Linked DNA regions of Mus musculus: regions 1 and 3 are each linked to region 2. Evidence: chromatin contacts called from public HiChIP or PLAC-seq data. All regions are on one chromosome and are shown on one strand. The core of a region is the stretch at or near the end of the contact, and the rest is flanking DNA. Distances in the headings are between cores, read along the strand shown. Region 1 has its middle 21 kb from the start of Gm46242. Region 2 has its middle 7.2 kb from the start of Gm36102. Region 3 overlaps Hdac4 (histone deacetylase 4).

The links. HiChIP or PLAC-seq counts read pairs in DNA pulled down with a chosen protein or histone mark.
Region 1: a FOXA1 HiChIP or PLAC-seq map of pancreatic cancer cells shows a contact between it and region 2. The contact joins two enhancer-like sites. A contact is called at or near these places in 1 of 484 Hi-C or Micro-C datasets (embryonic stem cells) and 1 of 115 datasets of contacts at active chromatin or transcription factors (pancreatic cancer cells).
Region 3: an HNF4G HiChIP or PLAC-seq map of pancreatic cancer cells shows a contact between it and region 2. The contact joins two enhancer-like sites. A contact is called at or near these places in 1 of 115 datasets of contacts at active chromatin or transcription factors (pancreatic cancer cells) and 1 of 9 other capture datasets (adipose tissue).

The regions. Positions count from the first base shown.
Region 1 is chr1:91,857,012-91,859,764 of GRCm38.p6, reverse strand. No RefSeq gene overlaps it. Among named protein-coding and RNA genes, the nearest start is that of Gm46242, 21 kb to the left of the region's middle. Within about 2 kb of position 1,269, at least 58 of the 459 cell types and tissues checked have an H3K27ac peak or open chromatin away from gene starts, as enhancers often do. A contact at or near this core is called in pancreatic cancer cells, where this site is marked.
Region 2 is chr1:92,743,428-92,746,457 of GRCm38.p6, reverse strand. No RefSeq gene overlaps it. Among named protein-coding and RNA genes, the nearest start is that of Gm36102, 7.2 kb to the left of the region's middle. Within about 2 kb of position 1,412, at least 56 of the 459 cell types and tissues checked have an H3K27ac peak or open chromatin away from gene starts, as enhancers often do. A contact at or near this core is called in pancreatic cancer cells, where this site is marked.
Region 3 is chr1:91,943,590-91,946,715 of GRCm38.p6, reverse strand. Hdac4 (histone deacetylase 4) reads left to right here. Exons shown (of 27, transcript NM_207225.2): 24 at 683-816. Among named protein-coding and RNA genes, the nearest start is that of Gm46242, 65 kb to the right of the region's middle. Within about 2 kb of position 1,650, at least 15 of the 459 cell types and tissues checked have an H3K27ac peak or open chromatin away from gene starts, as enhancers often do. A contact at or near this core is called in pancreatic cancer cells, where this site is marked.

The DNA of each region.
Region 1 (2,753 bases), core at 20-2,519, 890 kb after region 2:
CACTAGAGCACTTCTAGGACATAAACACCTCCCCCAATACCATGTCTACACCATTAATAACCCTAATACTAGGAGGTGCTCTCCATCTCCTCAAATAGGGTTTGTTTATTCTTTGGCACAAGTCCTAGTAGTAAATTGAGCACCCCAAGTGGCTCACCTGCTTGCCCAAAGTGACCCCATTGGTCAGTGGCTGTCATTTCCACCTGGGTGCCTTGTTCAATACAACTTCTAATGCCCTTCATTTTCCCCACTGACCCAGCCTGGCCCTGTGGATGGAGCATGCACACGGGCAGATCTGTACGGCAGAAAGCCCTTCTAAGACTTCCGGCAAGCTCTACACTCAACACAGGAGCCAAGCCATGAAGACAGTGAAGATTTATGGGGGATCCTAAGGCCATGTGAACTTATCTTTTTGGCTGGACTCTACATTCCTGGTCATCCCCTGTGGCTCCGTGGGAGCACCTTCCTTTCTTGTCAGTATTTCACACCTCTCCCCTCTGCTCTGCTGGGGTTTGCTTTATAGAAAAATTGTATCATGATCATGACAGTGCTTCTGCAGGGTAAGCTGGTCCATGTGCCTCTGTGTCTGCGCTTTGATCCCCTAGGTCTGTGATTGGCTGGGGCTGAGGATGCTGGGGTGAAATGGGTAGAGTGGTCCTGATCTGGAGGGCTTCAGTCTAGTGGGAGAAGGGCTTCCAGACAGCCCAGTCTGGGCACTGTGGGTGATGAGGCTAGTGCCTGAGCTGTGTGCTGGGTGTGGAGTAGGGCCTTCTAGGCTGGGTGCTATAGGTTATGGGTGGCCTGCTGGGCTGGGCACTGCAGATGAAGGGTGATCAGCTGGGATGGTTGTTGTAGGTGCTGAGACAGCTTCCTAGTCTGGATGCTACAACTGTGGGTCTGTTCTCTTGCATGTTCTGGATGTGGTCCTACTATATCTTCAGCCTCTTAAGTACAATGGGACTAACTGGAACCACAGGACCCTTTTGCTGGGCACCTCCCACGCCAACCCCTGGTTCTGGCACCTATGAGACTGGCTGATCTTCTGGAGATTAGCAAGGGTGGGGTTCATGTGAGTGTGGACAGAGTCCCCCTGTGCTTTGCATCCCAGAGTGTGTAGACACACAGGGACCACATCCAAGAAGCCATACTTGCCAAGCCCTCGGGACCAGGGCTCCATGAGAACCGTTTTTATTGAGGATTGTGGTATGTAGTAGATTGAGAAATTGCCATAGTTGGAAAAACAAGTAGAAAACCTTCCAGAAAGTAAACCCCGAGGAAGGAAGTGCCAGGACAGGGAGTGCTGGACACGTGGGAGGCTCAAGCTCAGTTTCTAGGGGAGCGCTGGGCCATGCAGGTCCCAGTGCCTTCGGATTTGGCCTGGTGGCAGTTCTCGCTGTATTTAAGGTCTAAGATATTCTTTGATTAATTTCCGTGGACTTCACTAGAGTTACAACAGCAAGTCCCTGAGCACTAATTAAGGAAGAGAGGCGGACAGTGACTCATGCTGGAAAGAACCCTCTCCCAGCCCTAACAAAGTGTCTCAGGTCCTCACAGTGGGAACGGCCTCTGATCAAGGCAGCTCTGGATTTAGGTCAGCAAGATAATGGTCAGAGATCTTACTAGCCCCCCACCCCCACCCCCTGTGTGTGTGTGTGTGTGTGTGTGTGTGTGTGTGTGTGTGTATGTGTGTCTTACGTATTGTGTGAGTCTGTCTTTGTGTCTCCTCTCTATCTGCTTATGTGTGTGTGTCTGTTTCTGTATGTCCTTCTGTTCGTCTCTCTCTGTGTTTCTGTTTCTCACTGTGTGTATGTACATATCTGTGGATCTGTGTCGGTGTGCCCCCTCCCCCCGTGCCTGTTGGTCTCTATCTTGCTGTGTCTCTGTGTCTGTCTGTCTGTCTGCCTGCCTATTCCCCCCCCCACCTGTCTCTGTATTCACTTACAGGCTCCAGGCTCCAATTGTGTGTCCCCCAGAAGAGCTGACAGGGGCACCTGGCATGGCTTCTTACACAGTTCTCCTGCTGGAGACCAACAGAACCTTCTGGTGCTTGAACTCAGGGCCTCACACACGCAAGGCAGGCTCCCACCGAGCTGTGACTCAGCTGTTCCAGATCACAAGTCCATGACCAGGGATCTGCCACCACCTAGGTTGGAAGTCACAGCATCCATCTGGCCCCAACCACGAAGGGCCATTTTGGCTGACCAAACCTTTTCTTGAAAGCTTGGGTGGTAAGAAGGAGAGCAGAGGTCGTTGCTTCAGTCACATGCTGGGGAAGGTTGACAAGGCACAAGTAATTCTTATCCAACATAGAAGCAGAGTGTGCCAAAAATGAGAGCAAATTCAAGGGTGTATTTTCTCTCCAAGTGAGAAGTAGCTTGGAGCCTTTCCTGCCATGTGACTAGATTCTGGCTATGGATCTGACCTGGGAGGCCACAGAGGACCCACAGCTTGGGATTCCTTTAGGAGCCAAGACTGAGCAGCAAGTGTGGACATTATTCCCAGTAGAACTTGGTCTTGGGCAGACAAGGAGCTGAGTCTGCTGGTACAGTGTGTTGCTGTGCATCAGAACTAGAGCCCTGTCATCTGGGTGACGTCCAGAGTATGACATTCTCACAGGCTGTCTGCCTTCGGCCTCCATTCCTGTAAACACTTTGCCTATAGATAAGAACCAGCTTGCTGTTTAGCCGAAGGGAATAAATCTTCTTTAGACCAGGAAGGGACCCCATGGTTGAATCTTGACAGCTGGGCAAAGT
Region 2 (3,030 bases), core at 163-2,662:
TCCCACATTCCTCTTGAAGATGTGGCCAGGTTCCTCACAACTCCTGGGTACCAAAAGCTACTTGTCTATCACTGTTACGGATAAGTGGCAGATGCAAGTTATGTGTGGATGTGTCTGGCTCCTGTTTCTATTTCAGCCAGTCCGACAGTTCCTTCTTTGGAGGCAGGAGCACCTAGAAGCAGAGAGCAGTTAGACCCAGAGGCTGGGCTATCACCTTCAAAGGCCCTTGTCACCTATTTTTGCCAGCCAGCTATCACCCCTTATCCTGGCCTCATAGAATAGCTCTTTCAGTAGAGGGGCAAGCATTCAAGACACAGATCTGTGGGGGACATAACACCAAAGTTGCCCAGGTTGGCAGACAGCCAGAGTAGGCAGAGAAAGGCAGACACAAGTTTTCCTTGAGAGACTCAGGAGGCTCTGACTTGCCCAAGACTGAGACAAAGGAGGACACATTTCTGTCATGGGAACCACCATTTGTGCCCTTTTGTCCCAGGAGCCCTTGCCACACGTATGTGCTTCTGAAAGAGGGTCAGAGAAGGCTTTGGGGGTCCAAATACCTCTAGATCAGTGGTTTTCAACTTTCCTAATGCTGTGACCCTGTAATAAATATAGTTCCTTATGTGGTGACTCCCCAACCATAAAATTATCTTTGTTGCTACTTCATAACCGTAATTTTGCTACTGTTATGAATCATAGTGCAAATATCTGGTTTGCAGGATATCTGATATGTGATCCCTGTGAAAGGATTCTTTGAGCCCTCAAAGGGGTCTCAGCCCATAGGTTGAGAACCACTGGCCCAGAGTCACTTGGGGACCCTGGATACGAGGTTATTTGGCAACATCAGGACTCTCCTCACTGGGGCAAAGAAACCTGAGGCAAGATGCCCAACCTTTGAGCTTATAGCATGAACCTGTGGCTGCTAGCCTGCATGGCCAGCTTCCAGCAGGGGAGATCCCCTGTACTCCAGAAGGATCCTCTGGATGAGTCACCCTCAAACCTACAGAAGCAGGGGCGGTAAACAAGGCTTTACAGGATGCGTTCCCAGGCTCCTGAGCAGTGACGACCAGGTGTAGGGAAGGAAGGGTGCTGGGGTCTGCAGTCCACACACCGTTCCAGCAACACCAGCCTAACTTGGCTTCCATGAAACTGTATCAGCCCAACAGCAAACTACTGTACCCCTCCCCTTTTAGTAAAATCCGAGGTGGGATCCATCTGCACGGCTGTCCCTGGGTGGAGGACTTTGTTTGCCTCTGTACACTTTCTGTGTTTGCTAAGATTCCTATAGTGGGTGATGTATTTCTTCGAGAGTGGAAAATCCTTTCCTTTAAAGGGTCTTGATTAATAGGCTTGCAGCCTGCAGGCCACAGGCAGCCATCGCTGAAGGCTGAGACTGTGACTTGGCTCTGGGCCGACATGGGTGACTTCCTGGCAATTGCCAGATAGGATGGAGCAGCCTGCGGGCGAGACACAATTATCTGCTGGCTTCCAACCAGTGATTCATGGTTTGAGATCAGCAGTTCTCAGCTGATCTCCAGGTCACTGCCAGGCCCCTGCTTGTGTAAGGGTGGGAGTTGTCGGAGCTACTACGCTGGAGGTTAGAGGACAGAAAAATGTTAATTATGTTTTGCTAATTCATTAAAGAGTACACATGGAGGGACTCATGGCTCCAGCCCATATGTAGCAGAGAATGGCCTTATCTGGCATCAGTGGGAGGGGAGGCCCTTGGTCCTGTGCAGGCTTGATGCCCCAGAGTAGGAGGATGCTAGGGCGGTGAGGTGGGAGTGGGTGGGGGAGCACCCTCATAGAGGCAGGGAGAGAAGGCATGGGATGGGGGTTTGTGGAGGGGAAACTGGGAAGGGGGACAACATTTGAAATACAAATAAATAAAATAACCAATAAAACAAACAAACAAACAAACAAAACAACTAACCAAAGAAACAAACAAAAGTTAACCAGGGCAAACTCATTACACTTCAACACAGATAATGAATTCTGATGAGGAATATAAATATTTTCCAAATGTAAAGAGAAAAGTTGCACGATTTAAAAGGTTATTTATTATTTTGTGTGGACGTGAGTGTTTGTATCCGCAGTGCAACATGTAGGTACGGGTCAGAAAACAACTGGCTGGCATTGGTTTTCTCCCTCCACTGTGTGGGTCCCAGTTGTCTTGGTCGCAGGTGCCTGTAGCTGCTGAGCCATCTTGATGTTCCTAATTTTTTCCCCTAAAAGCAGTTTTCAGATCTGTCCAGTGTTGGGCTTGCTAGCCATCGTGATTTTTCTAGCTGCTTCTACATCCCATCAGTGGTCAGGATGTGTCCACGACAAACCTTGGCTTCACACAGAAGGTGGGAGGAGAGTTCAGTGGAATTTGTCGATAACTGGGGATGCTGTTGTTTGAAATTAACTAAAACCTGACACATTAGGATCTTCGTTAGTTCAAAGGAGATTATGGAGGTACATTAAAGACTGAACATTTTTCCTTGTTTGTTAAATGACAATCCAGAACTCTGTCTTTGAATGGATTTTTGTACAGTTGCCCTTTGGACATTTGGGAAACACTTGGGTCTCCCTTCCTTTGTGGCCTCACCAGCGCTGGGACATCTTATCAACACACCAGCCCACAGGAAGGTCTCGTGTGCACAAGGTGGGGTTTTCATAGTGCTAATCTTTGATTGTGAGCTTGACAGTTATCATTACCATAGTTTTACCTGCTACCTTTTGTGAAGTCAAAGTTTCATTTTGCTCATTCTAGAGAAAAAGGTCTGCTAAACACAAAGTCTTATTAAATATAGTTTGATCTCCATTACATCCTGCACGGTTTCAGGGACAGGCACGACTGGGGCAGTAAAGGACTGAAGAAGTGCCAGACAGACACACAGGCTTCAGGTTTACTGGAGTCTCTGATGGAGAAGCCATAGAACAGGACCTCAAAAACTCAGTGTGTTTATTACATAGGGTTGAAGAGAGATGAAGGATTGCATACAGCTGAACAAGGGAGTGAGGTCATTACATACGGATAAACAAAGA
Region 3 (3,126 bases), core at 401-2,900, 800 kb after region 2:
AGAGAACAGTCAGTCTCTCTGCTTTACTGTGGTAGATGTGGACCCAGCAAAGGAATAATGAGACTAGAGGTAGCCTTTGGGATGTCAGTGCCTCTCTCCTGCTGTCATTGCTCCTGCAGTGGGGTCCTACAGGGGCAGAGAGTACTCTTTGTACCACAGTCTCTGTAACCCCAAAGCCAGTATCAATGTTTCCATCAGAGACATTGGACCTGAATCTGGTCTGGTGAGTGGGCTGGTTACTAGGGCTTTCCTAGTGCCTAACCTGCATCAGCCTATCTGGCTATGCATAGCAACCCCATGACCAGCAAGTGATGTGCTGGGTGTTGACTGAAAACAGGGAAGACTGTGACCCTAGATGGAAGCAGATGCCCAGACATGAATGTGGGAAAGCTCCGTGCCACACACAGCATTGACATGGGCATGCTGCCTTCCACTTGCATATGTATGTACACAGCATATCAGATGCCCAGGAAGGCAGGGAGTGCAAAGCCTTAGATGGGGAAGATACAGCACTGAAACCAAAATTCAGTCAGTCGGATGAAGATACAATCCAAAAGCCAAACTAATAAGCATGTTAAGCGAGCCTCAGTTACTGAAGATGATACCCAGCTCCTGTGTTTATTAGGGATGTTGAGGGGAGTATCTGGCGCGCTCCACTCAACGTGTCCCTCTGCCTTTGCAGGTTTTGGGTACTTGACAAAACAGCTGATGGGCTTAGCTGGTGGCCGGCTTGTGCTGGCCCTTGAGGGAGGCCATGACCTGACAGCCATCTGTGATGCTTCTGAAGCCTGCGTGTCTGCTCTGCTGGGAAACGAGGTATGGAGCGGTCCTGGCCCTGCAGAGTGTGCTCACCACAGGCACCAGGCCGCTGCACAGAGCTCAGACGGCAGAGGCCAGCCACCTCCCATCTGAGGGGCAGTTCACCCAGCACGGGGCTACAGCTGTATCCCAGCCCGGGTAGGATGTCTGACCTTGGCTAAGAGATGAGCAGAAGGGACACAGAGCGGGGCCAGGACACAGAGGCACTCGCTGCAGCACGTTCTCCCTTCCTGTTTCACTCGTGTGGAGGATAACGTGCTGGCCAGGCCTCATGCTGCTCCTCAGCTCTCCAGTGTGGTCCGGTGTCTATGGGAGCTTGTCTGCAGGCTTGGGTGGAGTCAGCATGCACAAGCCGAGCTTTCAGCTTAGGGCTGGGCTGGGACCTCTTTACTCAGCTATCATATATCCTGTGACTCAGGAGCAATGCTTAGATTCGGGTTCTGCACTGCCCCACTAGTACTGCCAGGCAGAGTTGGGGACATTGGCCTGCACAGTAGTCTTCAGTGGGTCAGTCACATAAAGTTTTTGAGGGTTAAAGTACAGTGAGCACCATGTGAGTTCCCTCCTGCTATGTTGATGAAGACCCCTTGTTGACATTCCTAGCTCCTTGTGTTTATAGCTGCACACAACAGAGACCCAGTTGGAATGAGCTTCAGGTTAGAATGAAGGTGATGTCACATAACCCTGGGAGCCCCAAATGCTTGTGGTAAAACTGACACATAACCTTCATTGAAGAATTCCCAAATCTGAATCTGTCTAGGCCAATGGTTCTCAACCTTCCTAATGCCCTATTAAAGGAACTCTTTTATGCAGTTCCTCAGATTGTGGTGACCTCCCCCCCCCCAACCATAAAGTTACTCATTGCTACTTCATAACTGTAACTTTGCTACTGTTATGAATCATAATGTAAATCTGTTTTCCGATGGTCATAAGTGGCCCCTGTGAAAGGGCCATTCAGCCCTCCCCCTACCCCCACCCCCCGCAGAAGGGTCACGACCCATAGGTTGAGAACCACTAGTCTAGGCCTCTCTGGCTGGTATGTATATCTGTTACCTAATTTATGTATGTGATTCTTGCTTCATAGATCTTACTCACATTGATCCCCTATGGGTGCTGTTTAGGTGCTAGGAAGGAAAGAACCAGGAGTAAGGAGCACACCACACAGATCCTGGAGCCTGTGTCACATAGGAGCCCCTCGGCTTCAGGATTAGAGTGGCAAGTGGGTCAGCAGCTCTGCGATCTGCGGCGCCTGCTGCACCTGCTCTTCTGGGCTTATGAAACTGCTGTCCCCACCATGTAGGCCAGGGACTAGATGGCTCTTAAGGAAGACCCTCTCTGACCTGGTTTGCCAACACCTGCCAGCCCAGGGTTGGCCCATGTGACACAGAGATCAGGATTGCTCTTGAAGGTTCTTGTCAGAATTGCACACAATACCAGACTCAAAGTTAAATGCATGTTCTGTGTGGTGTGCTCTGCAAGTTTCACTCTAGAAAGCACAGGGTAGGAGAGAAGAGTGAAACTGCTGCCTCACTATGTACAGCTTTTAAGCTTCTGGAACCAAATGCATATTCCTCCCTCAACCTTCTGTGGACACTATTATAAGAGAAACCCTGCTAGTTATGCCTTGCTACAGCTCTGACCCATGCCATCAGTGGGGTGTTCCTTCATCAGAGAAAGTAGGTGTACACCTTAGCCAAGTCTTTCCATCAGGCCCTGAGTACATCAACCAAGCACTGAGCCTCACCCCCCAGCCCCCACTCCCCAGTCTCATGGTTGCCAAACCTCCCTGCCCTCCATTGTAGCTGTCATGAGAGAAAACCATCTAAACTCAAATAGAGAGCAGGTACTTAAGGAGGCGGGTCAGAGGCAGCAGTCAGCCACACGTGTCCCCAGCCCTGCCTGGCCAGCAAAGCTTGCTCCCACTGACTTCCCTGAAATCCTAAATGTGAAAAGGCCACCAGACTAATTGGCATTATTTTCCAAGATTTCCATTTATACATAGGTCTCCACAACATTTACCTTTAGACATTTTCCCTTATGGGAAAGATGAAAGAGAGCACACAGGATACTTTCCTACTGTGTGACTCCTGGTCTAAGGTTATTGAGGATGCCAGATGCTCATGGGTAGGCTCAGAGCCCTGACATAGTGGCAGCTAGCAACTGTGCTCAATGCTCCAGGAAGCCTAGGGATGGCAGCCTGGCCTAGGTTCCCCACAGCATACTGCAGATCCTGACCCTACTGTAGGAAGCTAGGAACTGGAATTCAGAGACATGGGCTCTGGGCAGGTGTCAGTGGCTCAGTGGAAG